2 separate regions of the Cricetulus griseus genome follow, and region 2 is linked to region 1. Evidence: chromatin contacts called from public Hi-C data. All regions are on one chromosome and are shown on one strand. The core of a region is the stretch at or near the end of the contact, and the rest is flanking DNA. Distances in the headings are between cores, read along the strand shown. Region 1 has its middle 87 kb from the start of Usp12. Region 2 holds the start of Usp12 (ubiquitin carboxyl-terminal hydrolase 12).

What was found. A called contact is a pair of places that touch in the nucleus more often than the background predicts.
Region 2: a contact with region 1 is called in a Hi-C map of liver, with 2.4 times the contacts expected there. The contact joins the promoter of Usp12 here to the enhancer-like site in region 1. A contact is called at or near these places in 4 of 8 Hi-C or Micro-C datasets (the CHL-YN cell line, the CHO-K1 cell line, fibroblasts and 1 more).

The regions. Positions count from the first base shown.
Region 1 is chr4:82,543,676-82,549,439 of CriGri-PICRH-1.0, forward strand. No RefSeq gene overlaps it. Among named protein-coding and RNA genes, the nearest start is that of Usp12, 87 kb to the right of the region's middle. Within about 2 kb of position 2,561, at least 1 of the 6 cell types and tissues checked has open chromatin away from gene starts, as enhancers often do. A contact at or near this core is called in fibroblasts, where this site is marked.
Region 2 is chr4:82,630,626-82,636,389 of CriGri-PICRH-1.0, forward strand. It overlaps Usp12 (ubiquitin carboxyl-terminal hydrolase 12), which reads right to left and starts at 3,131. Exons shown (of 9, transcript XM_027413676.2): 1 at 2,838-3,131. The coding sequence starts at 2,885. LOC103159184 (a long non-coding RNA gene) reads left to right here and starts at 3,397. Exons shown (of 3, transcript XR_003485039.2): 1 at 3,397-3,658.

The sequences.
Region 1 (5,764 bases), core at 1,311-3,810:
CAGGAGGCAGAGGCAGCTGGATCTCTGTAAGTTCGAGTCCAGCCTGGTCCACATAGCCAGTGTCAGACCAGGCAGAGCTTTCTCACTGAGAGAGCCAGTCTCAATAAATAAATAGACAGACAGACAGATGTGTTCAAAGGGGGGTGGGGGTGGGGCTTTAGGTTCTGAAACCCAAAGATGGGAATGAAACTGAGCAAGATAAAAGCCTGGAAGAAAAGTGACTTGGTTGAGTGTGCTTCTCGCCTCTCAAAGCTGCTAAATCAGAGTAAAAAGCATAGCGGCACACGCCTTTAATCTCAGCACTCAAGAGGCAGAGGCAGGCAGATCACCATGAGTTCAAGGCCAGCCTGGTCTACATACCAGTTCTAGTACAGCCAGGACTATGTAGAGAGACCCTGTCTTAAAAAAAAAAAAAAGTAAATAAATAATAAAGATAAACATCAATACAACCATCTATCCCAAGGTATTCTTTTCCTGTGCCTGAGAGGGTGGCAAGGGGACCTTTGGAGCCAGTGGGTACCATGTCACAGGCACAGCTGGCAGGGCAATGAGCAGCCTTGCTCTGGCAATGTATAGACTGGATTTTCCATGGTTTGTCTGATTGTATTTATTTATTTATTTATTTTGGTTTTTCAAGACAAGGTTTCTCTGTGTAGCTTTGAAGCCTGTCCTGGTCTTGTAAACCAGGCTGGCCTTGAACTCACAGAGATCAGCCTGCCTCTGCCTCCCAAGTGCTAGGATTAAAGGCATGTGCCATCAATGCCCGGCCGTCTGCTTGTTTTTATGAAAAGCATTTTCTCAAGTCTTCAACTTAACCATTGGCATCTTGTGGCGGCCTCTTCCACAGTTGTTTTTGTTTGGTGTGTGTGTGTGTTTGTGTGTGCGTGCGTGCATGCACAAGTTTGTGGAGGCAAGAGGTAAATGTGTAGTATCTTTCCCTCTTACTGAACCTCTGCTGGGGCTTGAACTCAGGTCCTCACACTTGTGCAGCAAACTTTACTGACTGAGCCATCGCCCCAGTCCCCAGCTGTCAAAGTTGCTTCTTTCCACCATCTTAAATAAAATGGCAGAGCCTAAAAGTTTCCCAGTACTGAGAGCTTGCTCAGCGCATGGAAGATAGCTGTGGAATCTAGTCTTGCAGTAGGTCCCAAAAGAGTGAAAAATACCACCAGGAAATGGCCTGATGCTGCTGGGGTAGAGAGTGGGGATGGATGGGCCACACCAGCCAGAACCTTAGCAATATCCAGGCTGGCTGGATGGCTGCATACCATGGGAGCTACTCAGACTCTGCCTGGCATTGGTGGGGTGCAACAGGGGTTTTTAAAGGTACTCTTTGGGAAAGACAAGGAAAAAAAGGATGCTGTCTACAGCAGTCCCATAAGCCCTGGTAATAGCATCAATGTTTTAAAGTTTCTAAAGATCTTCTCAGTAGCCTGTGTTCAAAGACCTACTTGGAGTCAGTCTTTCCCCTTTGCAGTCACCACACATGTGTTTTTAAGTGTGCAGAGGGGATTTTTTTTCTCTCCTTACAACTAAATGCACTCGCTACTATGTGTGCCGTGAGAGAAGGTGACTCTTAGATTAAATAAGGGACCCTGCAGGCCAACGGGAAGACTTTGGAAGTCTCACTGTGTAGCCCTAGCTGGTCTGGAACTCACTGCGTAGACCAGGATGTCCCCAAACTCAAAGAGATCCTCCTGCCTCTGCCTCTCAAGTGCTGTAGTTAAAGGCATGCATCGGGTGTGGATGCAATCAGAAGCATACTGGAAGCATCAGCAAGAATCCAGAAGCCCTTCCATAGAGTTCAAACTGACATGTACAGAGAAATGTTCTACAGAGCTCTTACCCCAGAACTGCTTTGGTGTACCTCATGGGACACTTAAAGGATTCCAAGGCTCATTTTATTTGGACATAATTCTTGCCTTTCACTCTGAGGTCAGATGCCAAGCTCTGTTCCTGCAACTGATGTGACTGCAAACACCTTTCCTATTTTGTTCTTGAGGGATGTGTGCCCCCTTCCAGCCCTGGACGGACTGCCCTTTTTGGATTTTTGTCGATTCTGTCCCCAAACACATTTGACCTAGGTCAAAGACTGCGCAGCAATATCTCCTCAACTACAGAGAAGTAAAAAGCAAAGAGAAAAATAGCTGTCGATAGGAGTCTCTCACCTTTAGATTTGAGTTTTTTTTCAACCTGTACCCTGCATGCATATTTCCAGGTCAAAAAAGTGATGTGTCATCTTACAGCTTATTAAAGGGAATGAGGAGGAGTTGGTGGTAGAGAAAGAAGAAAAGAGATGTAAAAGAAAAAGAATTCACAACACACATGAAGGCAGTAACAGGCGCCACTCAGTCTGCAGCTGGCCCAAGTTTATCTCTGACCATCCCCGGCAGTTTGAAACATTACAGTTCACTGATAACCAGAGTGACTAAGCGCTAAGGCTGCTTGAATGTCACCCTTGCAGCACCAATAAAAAACCCATAACTCCTGCCCTGGCAGAGTACTGTGGCCAGCACGCCGACGAAGGGATGGTTATATTACCCAACCACGGGTTACAAATGGCTTTGTAATCAGTATCCTCCTTACCCAACTTAGCCTGTGTGGCCCTCAAGCCAGCTTAGCCCTGGAACAGATGCAAGGCCTTCCGCTTCCTGGAAAGTGGATGTCTGAGAACTGAAAATTCCTGGAGCCAGCTTTCTCAGAGCTCAGTCATCTGCAGTCAACCCAAAGCTAATTCCTGGGTCATTTGGAATAGCACAGGGTCTGACAAGCCCCACTCCTACTGAGTGAGAGTCAAGGGGTAGTGAGAACCTTTCAAAGAATCTGAAGGGCACTGAGGCAGAGATAACACCCCCCAAACCAGAAGAGGGGACACATGCCAGCCGAGGTAGAGATTGTTGTCATTTTTAAATGATTTCTTTATTTTTTATGTGTATCAGTGTTTGCCTACATGCATGCATGTTTACCACGTGCACACAGTAGCAGAGGAATCCAGAAGAGGGCATCAGATCCCCTGGTGCTGGAGTTTCCAATGGTTGCCTGTCACCATATGGGAGCTGGAACCAAACCCAGATCTTCTGCAAGAGCAGCCAGGACTTCTAACTACTGAGCCCTCTCTCTAGCCCTGATTGTTGCTGTTTTAAAGAAAGATGACTATGAGAAAACCAAATGTGATTCATTTTTTATGTGCATATTTGTCAGTGTGAGAGTACAGATCCCCTGGAACTGTAGTTATAGTTCTGAGCTGCCATGTCGGTGCCGGGAACTGAACCTGTGTCCTCTGCAAGAGCAGCCAGTGCTCTAACCACTGAGCAATCTCTCCAGTCTCTGCAATTAATTTTTAAATTGAGATGTGTGGATAGCTGCTCCCACTGACACAGGCCCAAGGGCTCATTGAGTCCCTAAGGTCCGTCCCAGGGGCTTTGTACCACACTTCCAGCAGACGGCCAGGTGGTGATATCATTCAGTAACTAAAGAGACTTTTTATTTCTTTAAAAAGACTTTGGTATGATCTGGATGGTAAGGTTCACACATGCTAGCAAGATGTCACACACGTGTACATGTCCGTGTATACAGCAGCCAGATGACCATTGACAAAAGCATTTCCTGTCCCCTGGTGCCTCATGCCCCTTCCAAACTAAGGCCCCTTGGCCTCTCACCCCACCAGAAGTATGGTTTGAACTTCTAGCGCCGTAGATTTGTGGTATCTGCTTTTACATTTTGAATAAATGGATTCACAGACCACATTTATGTCTTGGCTTTTTAATCATACTGTCTTTGAAATGTTTGTGTATCTGCTCAATACACAAAGTGGGGACATCGTCTTTTTATATGAGGCTCAAGAATGTTGGCAGTTGTAGTAGGTTCTGGGAAACCTGTTTAGAAATGCCTTCCTTGAGTGAATTTAATCCTTGGCGAGAAACCAAGTTGGCTCTAGGGTCAAAAATAAATGGCTATGTTTAAGTCTGAAGTCATTCCAACAGATGGAGTGCCAGGACTGGATAGTGGCCGAGAGATGAGCGTGAAAGTCAGCGGCAGCTCACAGCACTGAGGGACAATTCAGTGTCAATGTCAGAGTGCCAGAGAAGGCCAGTGAAGGTTCAGGAAGGGTGGCCAGATCTGAGAATGGGGACTAACGGGGTTTTTATTGTTTTGTTTTACTTTAAAGACCATGGATCCATAAATTCTGATGCCAACTCGCAACAGCATGCAACTGCAAAATTGGCCAGTAGGTGGCAGGTTAAGACCAGTCATTCTCCACGGAGCATCCAGCCTGGCTGAGGATAAATAGACTCTCTCTGAGCCAAAAGGCAGGAGGAGTGTAAGGAGTAAGTATGGCTGGGGTGGAAGGATGCAGATCTCCACGCCACTCCAGAACCTGACCGTGCTTCAACTGTTACTTTAGCCTTTTATCTAAGATCATTGATAGGACTTTTATCTAAGATCACTGGCAGGAATTAGACTCTTTGTTCTTGCCTTCCCCCACAGCTCACCCTGCAGTTCCCCCCTTTCCCTCCCACAGAAAAGAGCTGCTACGTTAGAAACAAACAACAGTTTGATATATGATGCTCTTGAGACTTAAACATAGACAGCTAAGAGGGTAAAATCACGGCCATTGTGTATCTATGAAAATATAAGTTAAAGTCATGCACACTGACAGTTCAAGGTTCCCTGGATGCAGGGTCTCTCCAAACTTGGCAGTTCTGAATTCGATTGTCTGCAATATCCCTGGCCACCAAAGCCAGACACCCCGTTCCCTCTTAGGTCTCCTGCTCCAAGGATTGTATTCAGGACAAGGATTTCAACAAATTCCAGCCTCTGCTGTGAGCTCCTGTTTTAACCGTGAGCTGACCAACTCCAGGCATGCATATCTTACTGTTACTTCCTGAAGTTCACACACCAATTCCTATTTCATTGTGTTTTTCTGATGCTGTTTTATTTCAGGCGACTTCCACAATATGAAGCAGGGGCCTGTGACTGGCGGTATGTCTTTGTTATCATCACTCTCTGAGTGTACTAAGTATGTGTGCTGTGGCTGGGCCCGAAGGAAGCAGTGTGCACACTCTCTAATTGTCACATCTCCGTGATGGCAGCCACAGAACCAAGGATTTTGTCTGGTAAGGAAGGCATGGCAGCAAAAAGAGGCTAAGGCTGCGGAAGGCAGGTGGGGTCGTGATGGAGTGTGGCCTGACCCCCTCAGCCAGCACCACCTCATCTGTGTTTTAGGGGAAGATCCCAGTGTGGTTGGTAAGTGCACTGACTGCAAAAATAGACTGTGTGGTGAAGACGGATATACCTCAAGCACGTGACCCTTGTCCAAGAGCCAGATGTGGGGTCACCAATTGCCTGGGCTGTTAGAACCTCAACAGTTCTCAGTGAAGATGAAAGGGAGACTGTTAGACACAAATGCTGCTCAGTGGTTAAGAGCACTGACTATTCTTCCAGAGGACCTGGGTTCAATTCCCAGCACCCACATGGCAGCTTACAACTGTCTGTTCCAGGGGACATGACACCCAATGCAAAACACACCAATGCATATAAAATAAAAAAAAAATGCTGATTGCATTAAATATGAAGGTTTTTCAGATAGACCACTTCAGGGATGAACTATTATGAAGCTCTTTGTGCTATTTTATGTTTTTATGGTTATATACATAGTGTACATGTATTACACATATGCATGTATTCTCAGCCAGAGCAGACATCGGGTGTCATCTTTTGTTACTGTCCACTTTGTGCTGCCCTGGGCGTGCTGTTTTGGCTG
Region 2 (5,764 bases), core at 1,881-4,380, 88 kb after region 1:
GCATTTCTAGAGGCATCTTCTAAGGACAGTCACTCTCTGAACCAGGCTACAACACCAAGGGAAACAGATCTCACCAATTTTCACATGAAGGCAGAAGTACAGTGATCTAAACTGTGGCATATCTGAAGAGACTTATTTTTAATTTATTTCACCCAATTAAGCTACTGCAGGTTTCTTCTGCACCTTGACAAGTGAATAAAATATGTAAACTTCCATATTTACAGAGTAAAATTTCAATTCATTCAAAGTGTCTAAACCTTTTCGCAGCTGCTGACTCTCCGAGGCATCCAGTTCTAAGTCCAGGCTTCCTTCTCTCCACTGTTCCACGCCCAGCCTTACCTCTACTCCAAACTCACCTCCTGTGAGTAAATGGAGGACTGTTTCCACTAGTAAATGTGTACAAATGGTTAAATGGCAGTTAAGTCTTTAACTTCAAAGCCCTCACAGTCTAAACCTGGTACGATGATGTACACCTGAAATCCCAAGAGGCTGGGAGGTGGAGGCAGGACAATCAGGCATTCAGGGCAAGCCACCACTACATACCAAATTCAAACTCTATGCGACCTACAGAAGACCCTGTTTCAAAACACCAGCAGAGAAAAAAAAAAAACCTCATAACCTAATAAAAATGGGGGAGACGACACATGACATACTGCACAGCACTTCTGAGATCACAAAAATGCTGTGCAATTGTATGAGGCAAGTGGGCAGAGTGGTGTTGTTCAGGTCAGATGACCTCCTTAAAAGACAGCTGCATAGTCCATGGATGATGGAACAGTTCACATTCCAAGCAAAACAGAACCTACAGGGCCTTTGTCATTCCTGATTTTCACTTTCATAATTCCCAGAAGATGGACAGCAGCCCTCCTTACACTCTGACCTGTTCAGTACCTACTCAGGGAGAGGAGTAGAATTTATTCAAGTATGAACAAGATGCACCTGATCTTAATAGCACCTTTGGAACAATTTCTTTGGCCAGGCATGGATGTCTATTTATTTGCCAAAACGCATACACATACCACATGTCTAACGAGGGTGAGTTTGGGACATCCTTGACAAGAAGCCTTATTTGCTACAGAATCCTGGCAGGTACACTGTATTACTATGTAAATGAGAATTGTCTTCCTCAAGTAGAAAGTAAACACCATGAAAGTAGGGGTTGCCTTTTGTTGTGGGCGTGTTTTTTCAAGACAAGGTCTCCCTATGTGTAACTCCATCTGCTTAGAGCTTGTGATCCTTCTGCATCCAGAGTCCTGGATGTAGAAGCATGGTCGAAAACGTCCTGCTAGAGACGGCCAGAATCATTTCTGTATTGCCAGTGCTAGTCAGCAGGTGCTAAATGTAAACTTGATGTAACTGAGTGAAGGAACAGTCAGTCCATGGGAATCACACCACTCCTGAAGCCCTAGACTTTGACAATGAACTATGACCCCAAAAGGTGTGGAGCTCAGCAATCTGGTAAAATTATCACTGTAAAAGATTCAATCCTATGTGGCAGGTCTAAAGTAATGAGTACAACCAACCCCAGAAACTGTTAATATAGCCCCTTTCTGAAGACCATGAAAGAACAATTATTCACGTGGGGAAATCGATTCTCCAGTGATTCCTTCTTGCTGTGACTTTTTTGATGCTGTGGACTGTAAACCCACGGATTCCACCCTTTTTTAAATACTGTTCCACAAAATGCAGTAGAAAATCCACTTTTCCTACCTGATTCTCCACTCCTTAAAGCAAAAGCACAGATCACTTTCAGGTGGAAAGTCTGGGGATCTCCTAGATGAAATCCAGGACATAAAAACGGAACAGGATGGTGCAAATCTTTGGTAATGTAACTCCAGACCCACACTGCAAATAATAACTTTTTCGGTGATTCATAAATCGCAACCTCTACGTACAAGTTCAGAAAGGAGCTAATGAATTTGTCACATCATGTGGGAAACTGTGGTGGTGCTTCTGGCAATGCACAAAAAAACACGTTTAGGAACCCACCCACGTTTCGCTCTATTCGGGGTCTGTGTACTTCAACCCCACACTGCGGCGTCTGCTCTATTAAAGTAAAACAAATGACAGGAAAGCTAGTGCAGCTTTTCAAGATTAACGCGGACTCTCAGCGACAAGGCTGCCATCTGGACGGACACAGGTTGGAAACCGCAAGAGTTCGTTTCTCCTCGGCGAGTAGAAAATAGAGAACATTTCAACAGCACTCTTAAAACTTTCCACCGTCACACGCCCCCTTCCCGAGCCCGGGCCCCGGGACTCCACCTAGCCCGAGGAGTAACTCTGCCAGGACTTCCGTCCTCCGGCAGGATCGAGACCCTTCCTTCCTGCCGCAGACCCCCGCCCTACCCCGCGCTCAGACCCACGGAAACGCAGCGGCCGCCGCGTCCCTTCCCCTGGCCCAGTCCCCTGGCTTCCCGGTACCAGTTCCCAGTACTCGGCCCCCAGCCCTACTCCCAGCCTGCAGCCCTTGGTCCTAGTCCCCAGTCCCCCGTTTAGAGTCTCCGGCTCCAGCCCCCAATCCCAGTCCCCACCCCTAGTCCCTAAGTCCCCAGACCCAGTACACAGCCCTTACCCCTACCCCCGCCCCTGAGTCCCCAGGCCCTAGCCCCCAGGCACAGTACCCGAACCCCCGGTCCCCAGACCCCGAGTTCCCGGTCCCCAGCTCCGGTCCGCAGCTCGGAGCCCCGGGGTCGGTCCCAGCCCCGCCTGCTGCGTCCAGCACGCCTTCCCCACGGCCACTCGGCCCCGCGCCCTGTCCGCTCGCTCTAGAGCAGGGCCGCGGGCGGCGCCTCGAAGGCGGGGACCCGCCGCCCGGGCCGCGCTGCCGCCGCACCTACCATGGTACAGATGGAGGCGAATTTGGAGACTGTCATTAGGATTTCCATCCGCCCGGCGCCATCTTCCAGACAGTCGCGGCGGGCGGGGGACGCGGGGAGCCGGGCCGCCCGCTCGCTCCGCAGCCCGCAGCCGCACCCGGAGCCGCCGTGGACCCACGCTTCTAGCCTGCTGGGCCGCCGCTGCCGTCGTCGCCGCGGGCACTCAGGCTTCCTCCGGCCCAGCCCCCGCCCGCCCGCCGGCCCGCCCGCCCCCGGCTCCGCCCCGGCGCACGGCGCAGCCGCCGCCTCGGGGCCCGCGCCTGCCCGGGAAGCCGCTCGCCGCACACCCCGCCCAGCGCGCTGGGGAGCGAGCTCCGCGCAAGGCCCTTCCGCCCGGCCGACCTGGCAGCGTCGTGCCGCCCCGCCCACTCTGCCGCCGTCACGCCCACCGCAGCTGTGCCACGCCCATGATGCCCCGCCCTCCCTCGAGGGAGCGCGCTTTGAGGGAGACGGCTCCACCCAGTGCGTGTCGGGGGCGGGGCGAGACGGGGGCCGCGTCCTACTTGCTTCTGGGTCCTAGCGCGGGCACGCAGTCGCCACCCTAACTACGAGAGCGTGTCTTGGGGAAAAGCGCGATGCTTTTTGCCCTGCGGCGTCAGTGACCGTAAGCAGCCTTCGGAGCGACTGACCCACAGCTCTAAAGGACAGCTAGCGCCACTGTTGAGACAGAAAACTGAGGCTATGCCTGGGAAACTGTGGATGAGTTGGAGAGCAACCCCTCCAAAGCGTCCCAAGCACTTGGTGTTTTTCTGAGCCAAACTCCCTTCTTAGAGACTAATTAGGTAAAAAGACAAACAAGTATGCCTATTAGCTCTTTGAATTAACAGTAGTGGGGGAGGAGAGGAAGGGGAGCCAATCCTGCTTGACAGTGGGATATCAACTCGGAATTTTTGAAGGAGGGGTGTTGATGTCCGAAGAAGGAAGCTGCAGCCAGAGTGTGAGGAGCACATGCGCAGTGTTAGCTAGTGGACGGACCCCGCAGAAAATTCATAAGATCAATCGCTACATTAGAAAGCCTGTGGTTTGTTTTGATTGGCGATCTGAGGGTAGGAACCTTTTCTTCCTCCCACAGCACCCCCACTTGTCTGTGGAACTTAGGGCCTGAATTCAGACAAAGCTCTAAAACCTGGTAAGCCTCACTTTATACAAAGCATTAAAGAAACAAAGAATTCGAACAAAATTTAGTCGAGAAATGGATTTCTGGTACATGAATGCTGTTTCCATAGCAATTCCATTGTAAGCGTCGGGGGGGAGGGGACACCACCGAGTACTGCTAAGCTCCCCTGGCAGCTGCCTCTCTCCAGGTGCCTACCTGCATACAGGAGGAGTCTCCCTCTTTAATATAGATACCATACCATGCCAGGGGCTTGGACTCTGGTTGACACCAGTCAAGTCTATGCAGTGTCTGCTTGCTTGGCTTTCGAGCATGGGCCTACAACATCTATGTTTTAAAGGTCAGGGTGGAGGCTGAACATATGGCTTAATTGGTAACGTGCTGTGTGGGGTGTAGGCGTTCCTGGGTTTCATCTCAGCACTTCATAAACCCTGGTATGGTAAGGTCATCCTCAGCTATGTAGCGAATTCAAGGCCAGCCTGAACCACTTGAGTCCTTTTCTCAGAACATAAATGATCATGACATACACCTGTAACCCCAACACAAGAGACAGAGAAAAATGGGTCTCTGTGAGTTCAAGACCTACCTGGTCTACATAGCGAGTCTACAGGCCAGCCAGAACTACATAGGGAGACCCTGCCTCAAAAATAAATAAAAAAGAATAAGTAATACATGTATGAAACTGTCAAAAATAAATTAGTAAAAATCAACAATTAATTAAATGGTGAGCAAATAAAATCCTCAAGTTCAGTTTGCTGCTTCAGATTTCCTATCATACACCATGTAGTCTGTTGGATGCATTGTCTTTTAAAGATTTATTTTTATTTGATGTGTATGAGCATGGTTTTGTTTTTGGTGCTCACGTGCATGCAGTACCCATGAAGGCCAAAAGAGGGCTTCAGATCCCCTGAAACTGGAGTTATAGGTGGTTGTGAGTGACCACGTGGTGCTGGGAACCATACCCAGGTCCTCTGCAAGAGCAGAAATTGCTCTTTACACAACCTCTGTCTCTGGGATCTGTGGTCCTCTCTATCTCTCCCTCTTGACAGTTGAATGAATCAACCTCCTTGGTTGCATTTATTAATATGGTCTAGCTGTACAACTAGTAGGTGTCAATCAAAATAGTGATAGTCTTAAATAGAATCAGTGTTAGGAAAGGAACCCAGGATCATATTAAGGCTAGGTAAGTGCTGTACCACTGAGTTAACACCCCAGTGCAATGATTCAAGACTCACTTCTAATCCGGCAAATAAAGTTGAGCTAACCATACAATGGATATAGGTCTTATGGAGGCTGGCTCAAGATGACATATAAACCATAGCTATGAAACATATATATATATGTTTCTGTCACAGACACTAGGGAAAGGCTCTTCAGCTGAGCCCTGGTGCTTGGCAGGCATTACCTCCTTATCCCTGCAGGTACTTCCCTAAGCTCAGAAACACTCCATATCCACTATCCTCACCCCACACCCCAACACCCTCACCACACACACACACACACACACACACACACACACACACACACACACCTCACCCCACACCCCACCCCATCCCTGACATCCACTCCAGTCATGCTGAGCAGAATACAGAAGCAACTGCCTGCAAAATACTATCCGTGTGAAAGCAGCTATTTGGCAACCTGGTCCAGGGTGCATCGTCTAGAAACTTCTGTTTGTGACACCACATCTTCTGCCCAGATGTTCCTGATGGTCGAGTTCACCACCACAGTGAGTGGTGAAGACATCCCAGTCAACAGATGGTGCTGTGTGCCC